4 separate regions of the Sus scrofa genome follow, and regions 2, 3 and 4 are each linked to region 1. A link is a contact called in public HiChIP or PLAC-seq and promoter capture Hi-C data. All regions are on one chromosome and are shown on one strand. Each heading gives the region's core, a stretch centred on a gene start, on an enhancer-like site or on the middle of the called end of the contact. The rest is flanking DNA. Distances are from core to core; before and after follow the strand shown.

Region 1 (2,664 bases), core at 104-2,603:
GAAACATTATCATGTTCTTTTTAGGTTATCTAGAAGATTAATTACGCAAGTTCCCTTCATGACCAGCAATAAAAAAAATGGACTGGGGGAGAGGGAGGGAGTGGGGTGGGTTGGGGAGCTTGGGGTTAATAGATACAAACTATTGCCTTTGGAATGGATTAGCAATGAGATCCTGCAGTGTAGCACTGGGAACTATGTCCAGTCACTTATGATGGAGCATGATAATGTGAGAAAATAGAATGTGTACATGTATGTGTAACTGGGTCACCATGCTGTACAGTAGAAAAAAATTATATTGGGGGAAATAATTCTTAAAAATAATAAAAATATATATTAAAAAAAACGGACTCAAATTTAACTTGGTGTTAAAGGTTGCAAATGCTTAAGGGTCCTGAGAGAAGTGAAACTGCCTGAACAGGATGGGGGTGGGGAGCAGGGAGAAGAGAAAGAAGCAGGAGGGAGGAGGTGGCAGTGTAAGCTGGGGAGCCGTCAAGATATCAGCCTCTTACCCCAGCAGGGACGCTTTTGGCCACTTCCTCCTGTTTAAGATGATGCAATGTAAATCCAGGTTGTAGTTAATTTAACAGAAAATAAACTGGAAATTAAACCACCACCCTAACTCCCCCCCACCAGAAAACAATCAAGTTGAATGTGGACTTTAATTACATTAGCAGGGCAATTTTGAAAGTCCAAAAAAACTCTTGATAGTCATGGCAGTTTGTGATACCATGAGAATCGGTCTAAGCTATTGGCCTACTTTTTGCCTAATTTATCTAAAGTTTAGTCTGTTTTCTTTCACGGTCTGTGCTAATTTCAATGGATGCCTTAGTAAATCAAGGTTCCAGTAGCCAGAGAAGAGAAACATTTATTGGAAACACTCGTGTCTTTCCTTGAGTCATAGAGGATTGAGCTCAGTATTTACTGTGGGGTTGTTTTTCTTTACTGGTATCTGCTGCTGCTTTACTTGTGAACAGTCCAAGCTTAAGACAAAATTGATACGAACACTATCATAAGATGGCAAAATCAAGCTTAGAAATCAATCAATAAATTAGGGACTTGGTGTAAAATAATATCCATAGTATCCTTTTTGGCAAAGATTAAATGCCATTTTACTAGGAATGGTACAAAATACAATTTTTAGCCAGTGGCTGTCTACTGATTACAAAGTAGCCAGTACAGCATGGCTACTTCCATACCTAGGTTTCAATGCCGAGAGAGAACACCTAGTAATATTCAGCCAGCCAGAGGGGTAGACAGAATAAAGATAAACGAAAGCGAGACTATTAATCAAGAATTGTGGGCGAATTAAAAATCTGGAAACTGAAATGGTGCATGAGAAAGAAAATCAGGGAGTTGGACAACGATACGGTATAGCCTAAGACGATTAATTTTAGGGGCATTCCGATGGAGAAGGAAGACTGCCTGAAAGGTGGGGAGGGGTTTGAAATCGGTGGGAAAGCCCGGCTGAGCATGCACAGCCTAAAAAAGTTTGTATGATGGCTCCGTCCATGATTTCTGAACGCTGGCACTGGCCGCAGCAAAAAGCCGAGTGACATGATTTAATCAAGGTGTCAGCCGCAGGGGCATCCCGGATTCGGGCGAAGCGTCCGGAATTCCTGAGATGTCTGAAACGCGGAGGCGGCCTCTTCCCCACCCCCCACCGCGGCCTCCGTGGGCATTTTCCGGCGAGGGGGGCACGCGGGGCCTTCCAAGAACAGTTTAAACGCGCGGACGTGCGCTGCCGGCGCGGTCCCCGGGGATGCAGGTGAGAGTCCCCAGCGCGGGCGCACCGGAGTGGGCTTCCTGGGTCCCCGCGCGGCCGCAGAGCCCGGCCCCCTCCCCCCGGCGCGGGCGGGGCTGCGGGCGCACGACGCGGAAGCGCGGGGCTCCGGGGGCGGCGGCGCGGAGGCCGCGCGCGCTCTCCGGGCCGCAGTCGGCGCGGGCGGCGCGGGCGCGGCGGGCGCGGGGCGGGGCGCGGCCGGGAGGCCCTGGGCGCTGGAGCACAGGCCGGCCGCCGCCTCGCCCCCCTTCCTCCGCCCTCTCCCTCCCTCGGCCCGGCCGTCCCCCTCCTCTCCCCTCCCCCGAGCGAATCACGCGCCCTCCTCTGACACTCGTAGCGGGCCTGAGCTCCGAATTTATCCTTCACGTGACCTGAGGGGGTTGGGTGGTTGGTTGGGGACGGAGGGGGAGAGGGAAAGGAGGGAACGGAATCTGCCGTTGCCCGAGCAACAGGCCCCGCCCGCCGGCTTGGGGCCGGGGGGCGGGAGGAGGACGTCAGCACGTCAGCCGGGGTTTTGCGTTTTGATTGACAGTTGCTATAGCGACCGGGTCGGTCCGTCGCCATTTTGTTGGTTGGTTTTTTTTTAAACCCTTTCGCTTCCCGCCCGAATAATAATAAAAAGCCCCATTGGAGTGAGGCGGGGGTGGCGGCGGCAAGAGCGGCGGGGGGATCCGGGGAGACTGCTGCCGTCGCTGCTGCTGATCGCGGCCCAGGTCGGGCTCAGGGAGCGGACACCCCGAGCGGGGGGTGCGGGCGCCGCCGCCGCCGCCGCTTCTGCTGCTGCTGTTCCTGCTGCTGCTGTTGGTGCCGCTGCCGCCGCCGGCGAGCGGGCGGGACCGGTGTGAGTGTGAGAGTGTGTGTGTGAGTGAGCGTGTGCGAGTGTG
Region 2 (2,664 bases), core at 102-2,601, 120 kb after region 1:
GTTAATGTAAATTAACCATGCCGATCATTCTTACATTCAAACTATAGATTTCAGCAGTTTTCCATAAGATGGGTAGTACAAAATGAATAAATGCTGAAACCTCTCAGTACACATACATACGTGTGCACGTGTGCGTGCGTGTGTGTGTGTGTGTGTGTGTTTACTAGCTTTAACTGCATCCATTCTGTTGATTTCTGGTGCGGGGAGAATTTTTTTTACTAGCTGTAGTTGTGGTAAAGTTTCTGTGCCCATTGAGGCCATGTGATGAGTGCTGAAAATGGCAATTTTTCCCATGTACTTAGGAATTTGGCTTGTCATTGTTCATTTAGGTCTTTTAATATGAACCAAAACTTGGAAAATATCAAGGTATTTCTATATTGGTTTATTTAAAGGAAATGTTTTTTCTCTAATTCAATAATACGTGGTTTTAGTGAGCTGTTGGCTGCAGTTAAGTAGCATTATTTGCGTACACCCTTGTATGTATTTTCGTAAGACTGTCAATAGTTGAGCGGAGTTTACATTGATAAAGTGTATATAGCACATGAATAACATTCACAGTTAAATAGTAAGATAAATTATGGTGGGTCTTAAGAATTTGTTTTATGCAGTAAATTGAGAAGTTGTATGTTTGAGAATTGAGCAGTTGGTCAGAATTGGAAAGCATTTAATCATGTACTGGAAGAAAGCTCTGGATGTCCAAACAGTAGTGATAGCACATGACTCGTTTGCATTGTATTTTTAAGAGAAAAAGATTTGGGTTCATTTTCCCGCTTGTTCAAAAGCAGCCTGTCAGGCAGGATGCCTGTTTTCAGTCTCTTTTACAACCGAAGGGACTGAGCTCCTGTTAGTGACTCTCCAAGACTGTAAGCTGCAGTCTCGGGGGGCCTGGCCCAGGCAGGCTTCTTTCTGCTTTCTTTCTGCTCATCAGTTCTAACACCTGGTGTCTATACGGAGGGCGAGGGAAAAAATCCAGAACTTTAAGGTCCTTGTTATGGTTATATGATTGTAGGAGGTAATTTAGTTAGCAAGGTACCTATTTTTAGGTACAACTAACATCTTATTTGTGGATTATTTATTTTCAAATAAGAGATAAATTACTTAGTGTTTCCATTTTAAGCTGTAAAATATTTTTAAAGTCTCACATAATGTAAAAGGACTTTAAGAAGTAATATTCAGCCGGATATTTCTAACAGACTCCAAAGATTTCTGAACCTAATAAGCTAGTCAGATTAAAAGCTGTCTTAAAACTGCTGTCTAAAGCACTAAAACTGTGAGCTGACACAGAGGGGTCTGCTAGTCATAAGACATGGACTCCAGGTCTTGACTCATGATCTTGGTGTGTGGCTTGAGTCGGGTCACAGAGCCTCTTCTGTCAGTTCTGGAATGTATGATTATGCTTAGACTAGAACTCCCAAGTATACTGTCTAGCTCTAAACTCCTGGAATTTTATTATTTGATTTCCATTGCTGCTTCTTAATCACCCTATCAGTGTCTTTAAATAAGTCTTATGTACAAGTAAATTGAAATGAGCTAACTTTAACATTTTATTTCTTGTAGTTAATCTTTCTCGTATGAGTGTTACATGTAAATTTAAAACAGTTTTCAAAAGATAAAATGTATTTGGAGTAAGTGTAGGAAAGTATGATCGGATGTTTGAAATGCTTTTCTAGTTTTCCCAGTACCTTTCACGGTTCTTAAAGCATGTGCTCTGTCCAGCTTCACGCATAGCTCTCAGGAGAGCAAGAAAGGGAGGTGTCAGGGTCCTCATGCACTGAGATGAGTGGTGATGTGAGGTAAACATAAAATGGGTAGGGTCGGTGTTATTAAACTAGAAAACAGTCTTTTAATAAAGTCCTAGCACATGGTGAATCTTTTCAAGAAAAGATAAAAGATTGTTTTTAGCTCCTGCAACTTACAGAGGTTCCCAGGCTAGGGGTCAGATCCGAGCTACAGCTGCCAACCTACACCACAGCCACAGCAACGCTAGATCTAAGCCGAGTCTGTAACCTACACCCCAGCTTTCGAGGCCAGGGGTTGACTCCACATCCTCATGGATACTAGTTGGATTCAAAATTGGTTGAGCCACAGGGGGAACTGTCTCCTGCCTGTTGTTGGGTTTTGTTTGTTTGTTTGTTTGGTTTTTTGCTTTAAGATCTGTGTCTTTCCCCAGAAAGTTCCCTTAATTAGGAGCATTTGGGGGTGTGTGGTTTTTCTTGGCTCCCAGAACCAGTAGGAGGATAGCTCAACAAGTTCCCTTTTGCAAGTGAGGACACTGGGGACTGGGGGGTGTCGTGGAGGGGAACTGGCTCCCTGCCACAGCATGGTGAGCTCCTGGGTCCTATGTACACTGGGTTTTTCACCCAGCTGTGAAAGGGAAGAAGGGACCTCGCCACCTTACATTCTTCTGACTTTGTGAGAAGTTGAAAGTGGACAAAGCATCAAATGCATAGGACTGGTCTGAGTCCTGGTATAGATTTATGACTGAGTGTGTATTTGGCAAAGTTGTTTTCTAATTCTGGATTTGAGCTTATGGCGCCACAACAGTGAAAAATGGACAGTTTGGTTTACCTAATACAAAATGACAAAGTTAGTGGAGAAAATGTTATTTAGTTTATGGAAATTGATTTGTTCTTTTCTATATATTCTGAGCATCTACTCTGTACA
Region 3 (2,664 bases), core at 73-2,572, 82 kb before region 1:
AGCTGCACGGTCAAGGGGCCGCAAGCTTAGCGTTGGAGACCTAGCGCCAGCACCTCGGCCCTGCGCGGCTCCCAGCCGCGGAAGCAATTCCGGCGTGGACCGCTCGAACGGCAACCAACCGCACTAGCGAGACCGACCTGGCGGGAATGCAGCTGGCCGGGACGCACCTGGCCGGGATGCACCTGGAGGCGCGCCTCGCCCGGCCCAGGAAAGCCCAGAAATGCGCCGGACCTCGGAGACAACAGAACCTGCAGGCCCGTCCACCCCACTTACCCCGGCGTGATACACCTTGTTTGCTCTTTTAATCTTAATGTCCAGAGTGGTCCCCATCTCGAATAATCCGCTTCGGGCGCCACTTCCTGCTGCGCGTGACCAGAGGATAGAGAGCCGACACGCCCTTCCACCCGGAGCCCCGCCCCTTTCTCCTGTCCGCCGGCAGTTGCGTCACGTGACCTCGCGCCGGACGTAGCGTCGCCTCCCCGGCCTTCCTCCTTCCGGTGCAGGGGCGGGCCTTAGCGCAGGCCGAGGGGTTGTCACTTCTCGCCCCGCCCTCGCTGGGCGTGAGGGCGGGACCGAACTAACCCCTCCTTTTCCGTAAGACAGTCGTAACACCGGAAATACCCTGCTCCTCGCCCGTTTCCTAGAGGGAGGGGGAAACCCGGCTCTCCCGGCGTGCCCCGCGGCGGGGGGCGGTGCCGAGGAGGTGTCGCCGGGGCAGCCTGTTCTGTGGCTGAAGCTCCCGTCAGGCTGTGCGGCGCGAGGAGTCGCTGCGCTATTGAGTTGGCTTTAGGGCGGTGATAACTGAGAGTGCCTTCCCTTCCGATCGCCTTTTTCTCGTTGACTTTCGACTTCCCCGCTTTCTTCCGGGGGCACTGAGGGCGAAGGCCTCATGTCCGTTCCGGGCCGGGTGGTCCTCCCTGCCCTTTCCGCGGCCCCGCACTCCCAGCCGGCAAAGAAGCGAGGAACGGCTCTCCCGTCCCCACCACCGGGCCCGGGGCCAAGGTCTTGGGGAGCGCGAGTGACCTCGACCGCCCCGCGGGAGCCGCGGGGGCTTGTGGGTACTCCCCCGGCGCGCGCCCTGGAACGGGGTGTTGAATATTCATATTCGTGCGCAGATTGTGGGGAAGCGCCGCTGGCAGGCCCTGGGTCCCGGCAGTGCCTGGAAATGAAAACGTCAGACCTGAGACGCACGTCGTCGTCTTTTTATTCCCAGCAAGAGTGGCTAGATAAACACAAGAAATACATTGCTTTCTGGAAAGATTGCCTCCAGGCAGGGCAGCAGTACGGTGCTAAGCAACACACTACGTTTATTGAAATAAAATCCTTTGTCGGTGTTTTAAACAAGGACTTTTCCAGTAAGAAGTAAATTTTTAATTGTTTTGATAACTAAATATAGTGAAGTGCTTTTTGTTTTTTAAAAATTCTTTGATTCTGGTATTTATTTTTTTTCGACTTTTACCTTTTAAGATTTTTGTCTTTTATAGTTGACGATATTTGTTTTTAAAGTGCTTTACTTGTAGGGTTACAAGAGAATTTTTCCACAATTTCCTGAGTTAGTATCACGAGTGCCTGTCTCTTGAGAATTTATTTTACAGGACAACAGTGATAGTGCTATAGCTACAGTAGCTTTTGAAGGTTGATACATGGATATTTCCCAATAATCAGGTCTCAGTTTTCAGCTCCTCTCTGGCCTCAGGGCTTCCCTCTCAGTCTGGGATAGCTTCCTGGCAACTCAAACGCAGCAATGCTAAAACAATTCATTAGGGACTTAATAATCACAGCCTGCTCTGCAATTCCAGAAGTGGATCCCTCGCCATCAAACCCATCATTTCTTAAAAACAAACAAACAAACAAACCAAAAACGGTGAAATACCAATCTTGGTAGACAATGCAGGAAACAGGAAAAGAAACACCTTACAAGAATCCACATTCTAAGCTTGATTGCTTCAACAAACCTGCTTTATACTTATTTTGCAACAGAACGTTTCTTGTTCTTCCAGGACAAGTGTGCTGTATTTCACTCATTTGTGTAGGTTGCACACAATCTATATGGAATGCTGGTGCACTGCAAAGAGCTTTATTTCCAAGCTATTATCGCTGTAATCAGTTTGTTGAGCCGTCTCTATGGGATGGATTCCAAATGGAAGAACAGTCCATTTTTCTCCAGCACTTCCCTTTTGAATCTTTTCTAGCCCTTACCACACCTTAGGTGATACTGGGACATTCTGGTCAATTTCATTACTAAAAATCAAACTCTGTCAAAGTGTCAGTCTCCTGGCTTGAGTGGGACCCTAGATCCTTAGTGATGGTGCAAAGGTGCAATTCATGGTTCTGGCTCTCACACTGTGTTCTCCACAAGGCCCGCTACCTCCTTCTGTTCCTTCCCCTGCCTTCTTCTAGAGATTGAGAAGGAGAGGATTGAGAAGGTATTTCACGGAAGCAGGGCTAGATCAGCTTTTAGTGTCCAGCTGCAACTGTAGGCATCTTTTGATAGAAGATGGGGTCCCGTGTTGTTTTTCGCTGTGAGTTTCACGCCCTTTCTGGGACAGGAAGAGAGGCCCTACTAAGCATCTTTTAGAGGATGCTGTGATGCTCTGGCCAGACCCTCTTCCAGGACTAAAGGGCATGTTCCCTGAGCTGCTCAGTGTTATGGTCTCAACAGCT
Region 4 (2,664 bases), core at 45-2,544, 67 kb after region 1:
CACTGAAGCCAGAGAAGCTACTCCAGTTTCCTGAAAGTTTTTTATTTTATATGAAATAGAGCAACTGATTAGGATCACAAATTCCCTACAGTTTTTTTTTAATTAAAAGGAAAGAGTAAGGAGATGAATAATATTTCTGCAGACAATGAGAGCATTTCAGAAAGAAATGTTCATAAAACAAATGAAAACTGTCACCTAATGTTTCTAAACAAACCCAAAGAAATTTGGAAAATGATACAAGTATGGAAGAGCAATATAAATCCGAATAAGGAGATCTTAGAAATATAACTCAGGAAAGGAGAAGTAAAAGAAAAATGGTTAAAATAAATGAAGCCTAGGAGATCCGACTGTGGTGCAACAAGATCAGCGGCATCTCTGCAGCACCAGGACGAAGGTTTGATTTCTGGCCTTGCACACGGGGTTAAAGGATCCCGCATCGCTGCAGCTGCGATGTGGGTCGAAGCGGAGGCTCAGATCTAATTCCTGGTCCGGGAACTCCATGTGCCTCGGGGGACCAAAAAAGAAAAAAAGGGCGGGAAAGAAGCCTAAACTAGAAAGGTACACAAGAGTGAAAAAACCCAAAGAAAATTTCTTCAGAGAAACAGAAGATAAATCAGAAGAATTTAAACAAGAAAGAATTGAAGAACAATAAACTTTTTAGAGAAAGTGACATTTACTAAATGGAGGCAAAGAAATTTCAGTGAAGAAATAAAGCAATGAAACTTCATTAATTCTAATAATCGTAACTCAAATAAATTTTCTGACATTAAAAAAAGGTTTGCCATTACATTTGGAGAGGGCATGTTGTATACTTGGATAAATTGATGCAGAAATGCTCAACATGCAGACAACCTCTTTAAACATTATTGAACTTTAAAAGAAAGTTCCTGGGGTATCTAGGCAAAGACCCAAGTCTCTAAGGGGAAGAATAGTAGGTTGTCTGGTTTTGATACGTGTCTTATGGTAGAAGCTGTAGAATAACATCTAATATATGCAAGGAAGAGAGAGCCAGGAGTTTTATATCCAGCTAAATTGAAGTATAAAGACAGCAGACAAAATGTTATGAACATGAGTATGCATTAGGCTGTTGTTTTTTTGAGCACTTGTTAAGGAATCTACCGAAGAATAAACTTTGGCAACTGGAGAGACTGCAGGAACATTGATAAAAGGGGAGAGTTAGAGATACCTGTGCAACTGAAACTCGGTGAGGCTTGCGGGTGGGTGTAATGTATAATGGCTGGAATCTCTGCAATGAGGAGACAGTACACAGCAAAACAAGTAGAATGAAGTTTCTTATTGGCTCATAGTTACTAATGGGAAGTAAAAGAATATTACATCAGATCAGATGGTTGGAGAAGAGGGAAGGGAAGGGGAAAAAGTTCCTATTTAAATTTCAGTGGTGTTCCTAAATAGGGGGATCAGTAGGTTATTACACCCCTTCACCCCAGACCTTAATGAAAAAATAGGAAAATAGAAGGGATTTGGGTAACCGTGAGAACTAAATACAAAGCTCCAGATCTCACTTCATTCAGGGAATAGGAAGCATAATAGTAATAAAACCGCACAGTGTAGTTCGGAGTGCATACACAGCACATGCCTGATACATACATGTACGCTGTTGTTATTATTTCTGTTGCCTCCCCACTCAGTTGCTATTTCCGTACTGTTCGTGTGTATTTGGGGCTTGTATTTTCTTTTCTTTTTTTTTTTTTCGTCCTTTTAGGGCTGCACCCACGGCCTATGGAGGAGGTTCCCAGTTTAGGGGTCTAATTGGAGCTCTTGTTGCCGGCCTACACCACAGCTCACAGCAACGCCGGATCCTTAACCCACTGAGGTAGGCCAGAGATCAAACCTGCAACCTCATGGTTGCTAGTCGGATTTGTTTCTGCTGCGCCATGACCGGGAACTCCTGGATTATATTTTCTTAAACTTCCTCTTTGATAATTTGGCATGTCGTCTCAAATCACATGTTAATGTCTCACATTTCATCAGAAATACAGTTAATTCAAATTCATCTTATTTATACCTAATTTAAAATTTGTGTGGAAGCACTTTTATTTATTAGGCATTGGAATTATGCTGAATTTTTCTGCTTATTGGAATTATTCAGGCAGGATTTATTTGCAGAAGCATGTTAGGGAAAATGTGACAGGTAAAGTTTTTTTTTTCTGGGAACCAAGTTACAATTTTTGTCATATTGATATATTTGAGATGACTGTCTAACATCTATTTTTACATAACACTAGTAGAAAAAGATTTTGTTACAGTTACGCAAATAAATTTATTTATTATGGCCGCACCCATGGCATATGGGCATATGGAATTGAGTCCGAGCCACAGCTGTGACCTTTGCTGCACCTGCGACAACACCAGATCCTACAACCCACTGGGCCGATCCAGGGATCGAACCAGCAGTGCCACAGAAACAAGCCAGATCATTGACCCCTGTGCTACAGTGGCAACTCCGCAAGTTTATTATCGAAAGAGATCTGAAATACTTGAGTTCTCCCTCTTTTCCGTTAAATAAATCATGAAATGTAATTTTTTTTCTTTTTGAGAGCAAGGACTTTTTCCTATCCTTCACCTTTTATATGTGTATTTGAATGTTCTTTGACATATTTGCATATCAAAAATTTATGCATTTTATGAGTACGTTTGAGGTTT

What was found. Promoter capture Hi-C pulls out the DNA fragments that hold promoters and counts their contacts. HiChIP or PLAC-seq counts read pairs in DNA pulled down with a chosen protein or histone mark.
Region 2: an H3K27ac HiChIP or PLAC-seq map of alveolar macrophages shows a contact between it and region 1. The contact joins the enhancer-like site here to the promoter of DYRK1A in region 1. A contact is called at or near these places in 2 of 5 promoter capture datasets (both in liver), 3 of 47 Hi-C or Micro-C datasets (embryonic fibroblasts, fetal heart ventricle and retroperitoneal adipose tissue) and 2 of 2 datasets of contacts at active chromatin or transcription factors (alveolar macrophages and skeletal muscle).
Region 3: a promoter capture Hi-C map of liver shows a contact between it and region 1, with 9 times the contacts expected there. The contact joins the promoter of DSCR3 here to the promoter of DYRK1A in region 1. A contact is called at or near these places in 3 of 5 promoter capture datasets (fetal liver, fetal skeletal muscle and liver), 24 of 47 Hi-C or Micro-C datasets (alveolar macrophages, blood, brain and 15 more) and 2 of 2 datasets of contacts at active chromatin or transcription factors (alveolar macrophages and skeletal muscle).
Region 4: a contact with region 1 is called in an H3K27ac HiChIP or PLAC-seq map of alveolar macrophages. The contact joins the enhancer-like site here to the promoter of DYRK1A in region 1. A contact is called at or near these places in 3 of 5 promoter capture datasets (fetal liver and liver), 5 of 47 Hi-C or Micro-C datasets (blood, embryonic fibroblasts, fetal liver and 2 more) and 2 of 2 datasets of contacts at active chromatin or transcription factors (alveolar macrophages and skeletal muscle).

What each region holds. Positions count from the first base shown.
Region 1 is chr13:201,007,153-201,009,816 of Sscrofa11.1, forward strand. DYRK1A (dual specificity tyrosine-phosphorylation-regulated kinase 1A) reads left to right here and starts at 1,354. Exons shown (of 12, transcript XM_005670334.3): 1 at 1,354-1,765.
Region 2 is chr13:201,122,655-201,125,318 of Sscrofa11.1, forward strand. All of the region lies in intron 3 of DYRK1A (dual specificity tyrosine-phosphorylation-regulated kinase 1A), which reads left to right. Among named protein-coding and RNA genes, the nearest start is that of DYRK1A, 120 kb to the left of the region's middle. Within about 2 kb of position 1,352, at least 7 of the 83 cell types and tissues checked have an H3K27ac peak or open chromatin away from gene starts, as enhancers often do. A contact at or near this core is called in alveolar macrophages and embryonic fibroblasts, where this site is marked.
Region 3 is chr13:200,925,682-200,928,345 of Sscrofa11.1, forward strand. It overlaps DSCR3 (Down syndrome critical region protein 3), which reads right to left and starts at 1,323. Exons shown (of 7, transcript XM_005670333.3): 1 at 274-1,323. The coding sequence starts at 330.
Region 4 is chr13:201,074,272-201,076,935 of Sscrofa11.1, forward strand. The region is part of intron 2 of DYRK1A (dual specificity tyrosine-phosphorylation-regulated kinase 1A); the gene reads left to right. Among named protein-coding and RNA genes, the nearest start is that of DYRK1A, 67 kb to the left of the region's middle. Within about 2 kb of position 1,295, at least 1 of the 83 cell types and tissues checked has an H3K27ac peak or open chromatin away from gene starts, as enhancers often do. A contact at or near this core is called in alveolar macrophages, where this site is marked.